2 separate regions of the Sorghum bicolor genome follow, and region 1 is linked to region 2. The links are chromatin contacts, called in public HiCAR-type maps. All regions are on one chromosome and are shown on one strand. Each heading gives the region's core, a stretch centred on a gene start, on an enhancer-like site or on the middle of the called end of the contact. The rest is flanking DNA. Distances are from core to core; before and after follow the strand shown.

Evidence for each region. HiCAR-type assays count read pairs that join an accessible place to other places.
Region 1: a contact with region 2 is called in a HiCAR-type map of leaf, with 2.8 times the contacts expected there. The contact joins the promoter of LOC8069385 here to the promoter of LOC8069381 in region 2. A contact is called at or near these places in 1 of 4 Hi-C or Micro-C datasets (leaf mesophyll) and 1 of 1 datasets of contacts at active chromatin or transcription factors (leaf).

Annotation. Positions count from the first base shown.
Region 1 is chr10:56,161,056-56,163,755 of Sorghum_bicolor_NCBIv3, reverse strand. It overlaps LOC8069385 (probable serine/threonine-protein kinase PBL17), which reads left to right and starts at 1,312. Exons shown (of 6, transcript XM_002438757.2): 1 at 1,312-1,695. The coding sequence starts at 1,647.
Region 2 is chr10:56,123,706-56,126,405 of Sorghum_bicolor_NCBIv3, reverse strand. It overlaps LOC8069381 (basic leucine zipper 9), which reads left to right and starts at 1,450. Exons shown (of 6, transcript XM_002438753.2): 1 at 1,450-1,792; 2 at 1,950-2,031; 3 at 2,634-2,700. The coding sequence starts at 1,625.

The sequences.
Region 1 (2,700 bases), core at 63-2,562, 37 kb before region 2:
CCACGCGAGTGCAGCGGTGAGATCGGTGCCACAATTGTGGCGTGTTTTTCAACTAGAAAAGGTCGTGGCCGCCACATCTAAAGCTGGAACCAAACAACATGCTTGCACTCGTGGCATGCCACAGTTGAGAGCTGAGACTAACCAAACACCTTCAAAATAATTTGACTATTTTTTAACATACGATATGATGCCAACTATTACCTAGAAAGATTTAGGGCCTGTTTAGATTGGCAATGAAAATTTTTTGGGTGTCACATCGAATGTGTCGGAAGGATATTGGGAGGGTTTTTTAGAAACTAATAAAAAAACAAATTACATAGCTCGTCAGGAAACTTCAAGACAAATTTATTAAGCATAATTAATCTGTCATTAGCATATGTGGGTTACTGTAGCACTTAAGGCTAATCATGGAGTAACTAGGCTTAAAAGATTCGTCTCGTGATTCTCAACTAAACTGTGTAATTAGTTTATTTTTTTATCTATATTTCATGTTCCATGCATGTGTCCAAAGATTTGATGGGATGGATGAAAAAATTTTAGGTGGGAACTAAACAGGGCCTTAGACCTAAAACTCAAGATGTGCTAGGAGAGAGAAAAATATATAATTTCTGTCGGATTGGACCAATTCAGACGAGTTGTGGATAGTAAACTCAGTTGATTTTTTTTTCTAGAATGTCTACAAACAAAAGTAAGAATCGGGTTAATATATAACGTTTGAGGCTATTGTGTTTTGTAACGAAGAACTAAAACTCTAAAACCTTAAAGAAATCTATCTCTATTTTTCGTCTTCAATTTTGCTTCTCTTTCTAAATCTCCAATTCCTAAGCTATTTGTGTGGTTCGTTGCGAAACCATGACAGGAGCCTAGTAAGCCTAATAGACGTCAGTCGAGGTTAAAATCAGTCCTCTAGTGAAGTAAGGAATTTAATTATAAATATATGGAATCAATAGAAGATACTCCCTCCATCCCAAATTGTAAGTTATTCTAAAAATCTTGAAGATTCAAATTATTATAAGTTTGACCAAATTTATATAATAAAATAATAATTATTATGATACCAACTAAGTATTAGATTATGCTTTAATTATATTTTCATAGTATACTCGCTTTATGTTATAAATTTTATTATTTTTCTCTGTAATTTTGATCAAACTTGAAAATATTTTAACTTTCTAATATTTTTAAAATAATTTATAATTTAGAACAGAGAAAGTAATAGAGGATAAATACATGGGAACCTCTTAAAGAATTGTATGGGCTTTTATTTAGAGGCCCATCAAGCCCACGCACCGGCGCATAGTCTTCTGTTCATTGCAGCGCCGCGCCGACGCTCATCTTCCTCGCAGCGCCGCTCAGGGTCGGTCTCTCAGCGCAGATCTTCTGCTCCTTTCCCCACTCGCGCTCAGCGGCTCAGGCTCGGTCCCTCAGCGACGGAGGGGCAGTCCCAGGCTCCGCGGCGGCGTCGGCGGCTCCCCCTCCCGCCTCTCGCCAGTCGCCTCGCGCCCTCGCCTCCGTCCTCCGCGCACCGGCCGGCGACCCTGCGTACGCACCTCCCTCTCCCCTCCCACCTCTGCTGTACCGTGGGAGCCCGGCCAGCTGCCCAGGGTGGCCGGGCCTTGGCTCCGCCGGTGATCTTGGGGGTTCCCATGGGCGGATGCTTCTCGCAGGAGGAGCACCGGCTCCAGAGCAGGCCAGGTTCGTGCTCTTTGCTTGTCCTACTCCCCTCTCATGTATAGTTTATAGGGTACTATATATATCCGTGAGGCCAGGTTAGGCGTGGTTACCTGTGTAATCTGGACAGATTGGCTATCAGTTGCTTTTGGATTTTGGTAGAATCACCTTAAGAAGGGAGGAAATGATGGATTTTGATTGTTTGGAATGCCCGATTGTAGCATGTTGCTATCTGTGCTTGTGAGCTCATGTAACAAGTGATGGGATGTGCCATGCATAGCCTTTTTGGCGCAATTTTTCCCTATTCAATGTTGTATTTTCATGCTCTACAGTGCCCAATTTCTTCCACAAACTTTGCATGGTGTAATTTTGCTCATTGATGTCTTGTGGAAGGCATGTGGTACAATAATAGACCCATGCGTTGCTTATAGAATTGCATTATGGGGCAAGGCCTAGTCTATGGGGAAGAATAAGTCAACTGCAGCTCATAGTTTGATGTACAAATAACATCAGCAAAGTTCTCAGATAATTTGGTACCTGCGCAGGCCGTGCTTGAACAGTTCTGGTAACTTGACCTTCAATTGATTCCTGACAAGTTAGTCAAACGGTGTCTCAACTTAACCCTAATACATTTATTGGATAAAGCAAATAATGGGCAGTTTCGCAGTTGTGCTGATATCTTCATGAGCTTTAGTAGAGATTGCTTTGTCCAAAAATTCTGGGGAAGACATGACATGGACTATCCTGCTTATGCTATCTTGTGACCATAAATGCTCTCTTAAAACCATTTTAATCTTCCTTTAAGATCATTATCACTGTGCAGTTATGCTTATGCCTTCGCAGTTGTCCCGAAAGGCCTTCTTATTGGCATGATGCACAATACAGTCCATTTGCATGCACGTCATGGAACAGTGTGAATAAAAAAAAAGGAATTGTCTTCAGGGACTGAAGTATTGATGCATCTTAAAGAAATGCATTGACTATATGTACAAGCTTTGATCCTCTCCTGATGAAGTTACTTCTAAAATT
Region 2 (2,700 bases), core at 201-2,700:
CCTCCATGAATAAGAATCTTGACACTGAATCTGTACCGTATAAAAATGGTTATATAACCTGGAAGTTTAGATTTCCAGTTTTGCTGGTCAGTCAGAAATCGTGCGCGTGACACGGAATTCCCGAGTGCTCCGCTGCTGGCCTGCTGGCTGCTGCTGCAGCATTTGCATTTTGAGAGGCCCCTCTGAATCTAGTTGAAGCCTTGAAGGTTTCTACTTAAGCCCATCCTGGCCCAACCCGTCGAACATTTCGCCGAGGACACAGGAGGCCGGCGACCAGCTCGGCCGAGCGGTGAGCAGAGCCCACGGCCCAGCTTGGCTGCGCGTGGCGCATATACCGAACAAAATGTGGAAACCCGATAACACAATATCTGAAGACGTAACACTGCATATAAAGTAATACCGTACAACATTTCTTTGGACACGAAACTGAGAATATATTTTCCTTATAGATTGCTTACAGCTACAAGTCTCTTCCAATTTCCGTCGACAAACGAGATCCTACATCCCCCGGGGGTCAACTATATACGCAAACACACGACTCTATCTGTACCCTTTTTTTTAGCATATGGAAGTATCCTAACTACTACTGTACGTACTACCGGAAGCATTCGAATTTTGCACGATATCGATACGCAACCAACCAACCAACCGACCGACCTCCCGTCCTATATGGCGTGTCACCCGTGCTTTTCTTGTTGCTAATGGCCACGGCTTGACTGCCACTGAACATACATCGCCCATCAAGTAGTAGGTCGGTAAACCCTGATCTGATCCGATCACCCTCCCGGGATAACGAAAACAATCCAGCCACCACCGCCTTTCGGAAAAGCAGAGCCGGAGCCGGACTACCAGAAGATCACAACAAGTTCACCAGGATCTTTTTACCTCGTTGCCGACCACCGAACCCCCCCAATTCCTCACGCACCCAGTCACGCCGCTGGCGCAGGATCGCTTCGAAAAGCCCGGCAGGCGGCAGCCGCTGTCCCGTCCGACGCAGCTCCACGAGTGCGTCTCCGTCGCTTGCCCCCCCGCCCCGGGTCATCCCGCGCCACATCATCGCCCACTCACCACACCAGGCCCGCGCGCATCGTGTGGCCGCGCGGACGCGGCGCCCTGGCCGCGGGGCCCGCCCCGCCCCATCCACACGGCCCACGAGGCGGACGGATCCCGAGCCCCGTGCCTGCCTCCCTCCCTCGCTCGCTTTCATCGCGAGATACGCGCTGGTCGGGGTCGCCACCTCGTCCAACCCGACCCCACGTACCGTGACAGCCACGGCCCACCGGAAGCGGGACCCGCCTGTCGGTGACCACGGCTGCGCGCGCGTGCCCCAGGGCATCGGCGTCGTTGCCTCGCCAAGGCCGACGCGGATCCGAGTCATCCGGCGTCACCATCCATTTGACGAGGCGGTTTATCCCCCCCCAGCACACCCAACTAACCTTTCCACGTACCACCGGATTTCTGTCCGCGCCTCCACCCGCTCCTTCAAAAACCATCGGCACCGCACGGCACGGCACGCCGGCGAGCGACACCACCACGCCGGGACGGGGACGGGACGGGAGGCGCAGGTGCGGTCGGCGTCAACTGTCGCGGCACGCCCGGCAGGCAGGCAGGCAGGCAGGGAGGGATGAAGAAGTGCGCGTCGGAGCTGGAGCTGGAGGCGTTCATCAGGGAGAGCGGCGACGACGACGCCCGCGCCGCCGCCGCCGGGCGTAGCAATCACGGGTGCGGCGGACCAGGCGAGCCCGGAGGGAGCGCCGTGGTGTTCTCGCCCGGCGTCGGTTTCGCCGAATCGGTGAGCACTGCCAGCCACGAGCAATGTGATTGATTGCGGTTGCAGCAGCTGTTGCAACTGGAAATGCATCTCTGCTGCTTACAAAGAAGATAGGTAGAGTTCGCTGCGCTTGCCTGTGGTTTCATCGTTAACGAAAGATATGTTTGTGCACGAGCAGAACACCATGGATGACAGCAGTTGGTGGTATGGGAGCGTCCGCACGCCGAACCCAGTCATGTCGCGGACAGCGTCCATCTCCGGTAAGGAACATACAGCCCTGCTCCTGCAATCTATACAAACTGGAATTCAACTATACCATCATCAGATGATGTGATCTCTGTACAAATGGTAGACTAATTGTGAATAACTGTTGATTGGATATGTGAACCACAACCATCAACCATTTATTACAGTTTGCACATGAATCCTGTGGGAGCCTTGTTTAGTTCCCAAAAAATTGCCAAAATTTTTCATGATTTCCCGTCACATCGAATCTTTGAACGCATGCATGGAGCATTAAATATAGATAAAAAATAACTAATTGCATAGTTTGCCTGTAATTTGCGAGACGAATCTTTTGAGCCTAGTTAGTTCATGATTAGATAATAATTGTCAAATACAAACAAAAGTGCTATAGTTGTCAAACCCAAATTTTTTCACCAACTAAACAAGGACTCAGTGTTTTCATCTGTCCAAAATTCTAGGGAAATTCTTGCCTGCTAAAAGGCCTATTTGAATGTATGTTAACAGCTAGTTGAATCGATTTAGAGTATGGTCACATCCGAATTATGCAGAATTCTAAAAAACATCCAATTAGGCTCATGGCAAGGATTGCTCACCTGTCGCGTTGTCCTGGTCACAGCCAGCCTCGAGGCAACCACCTCAGCGAATCATGCTCTTGAAAGCGAGTCAGACTCCGACAGCGAATC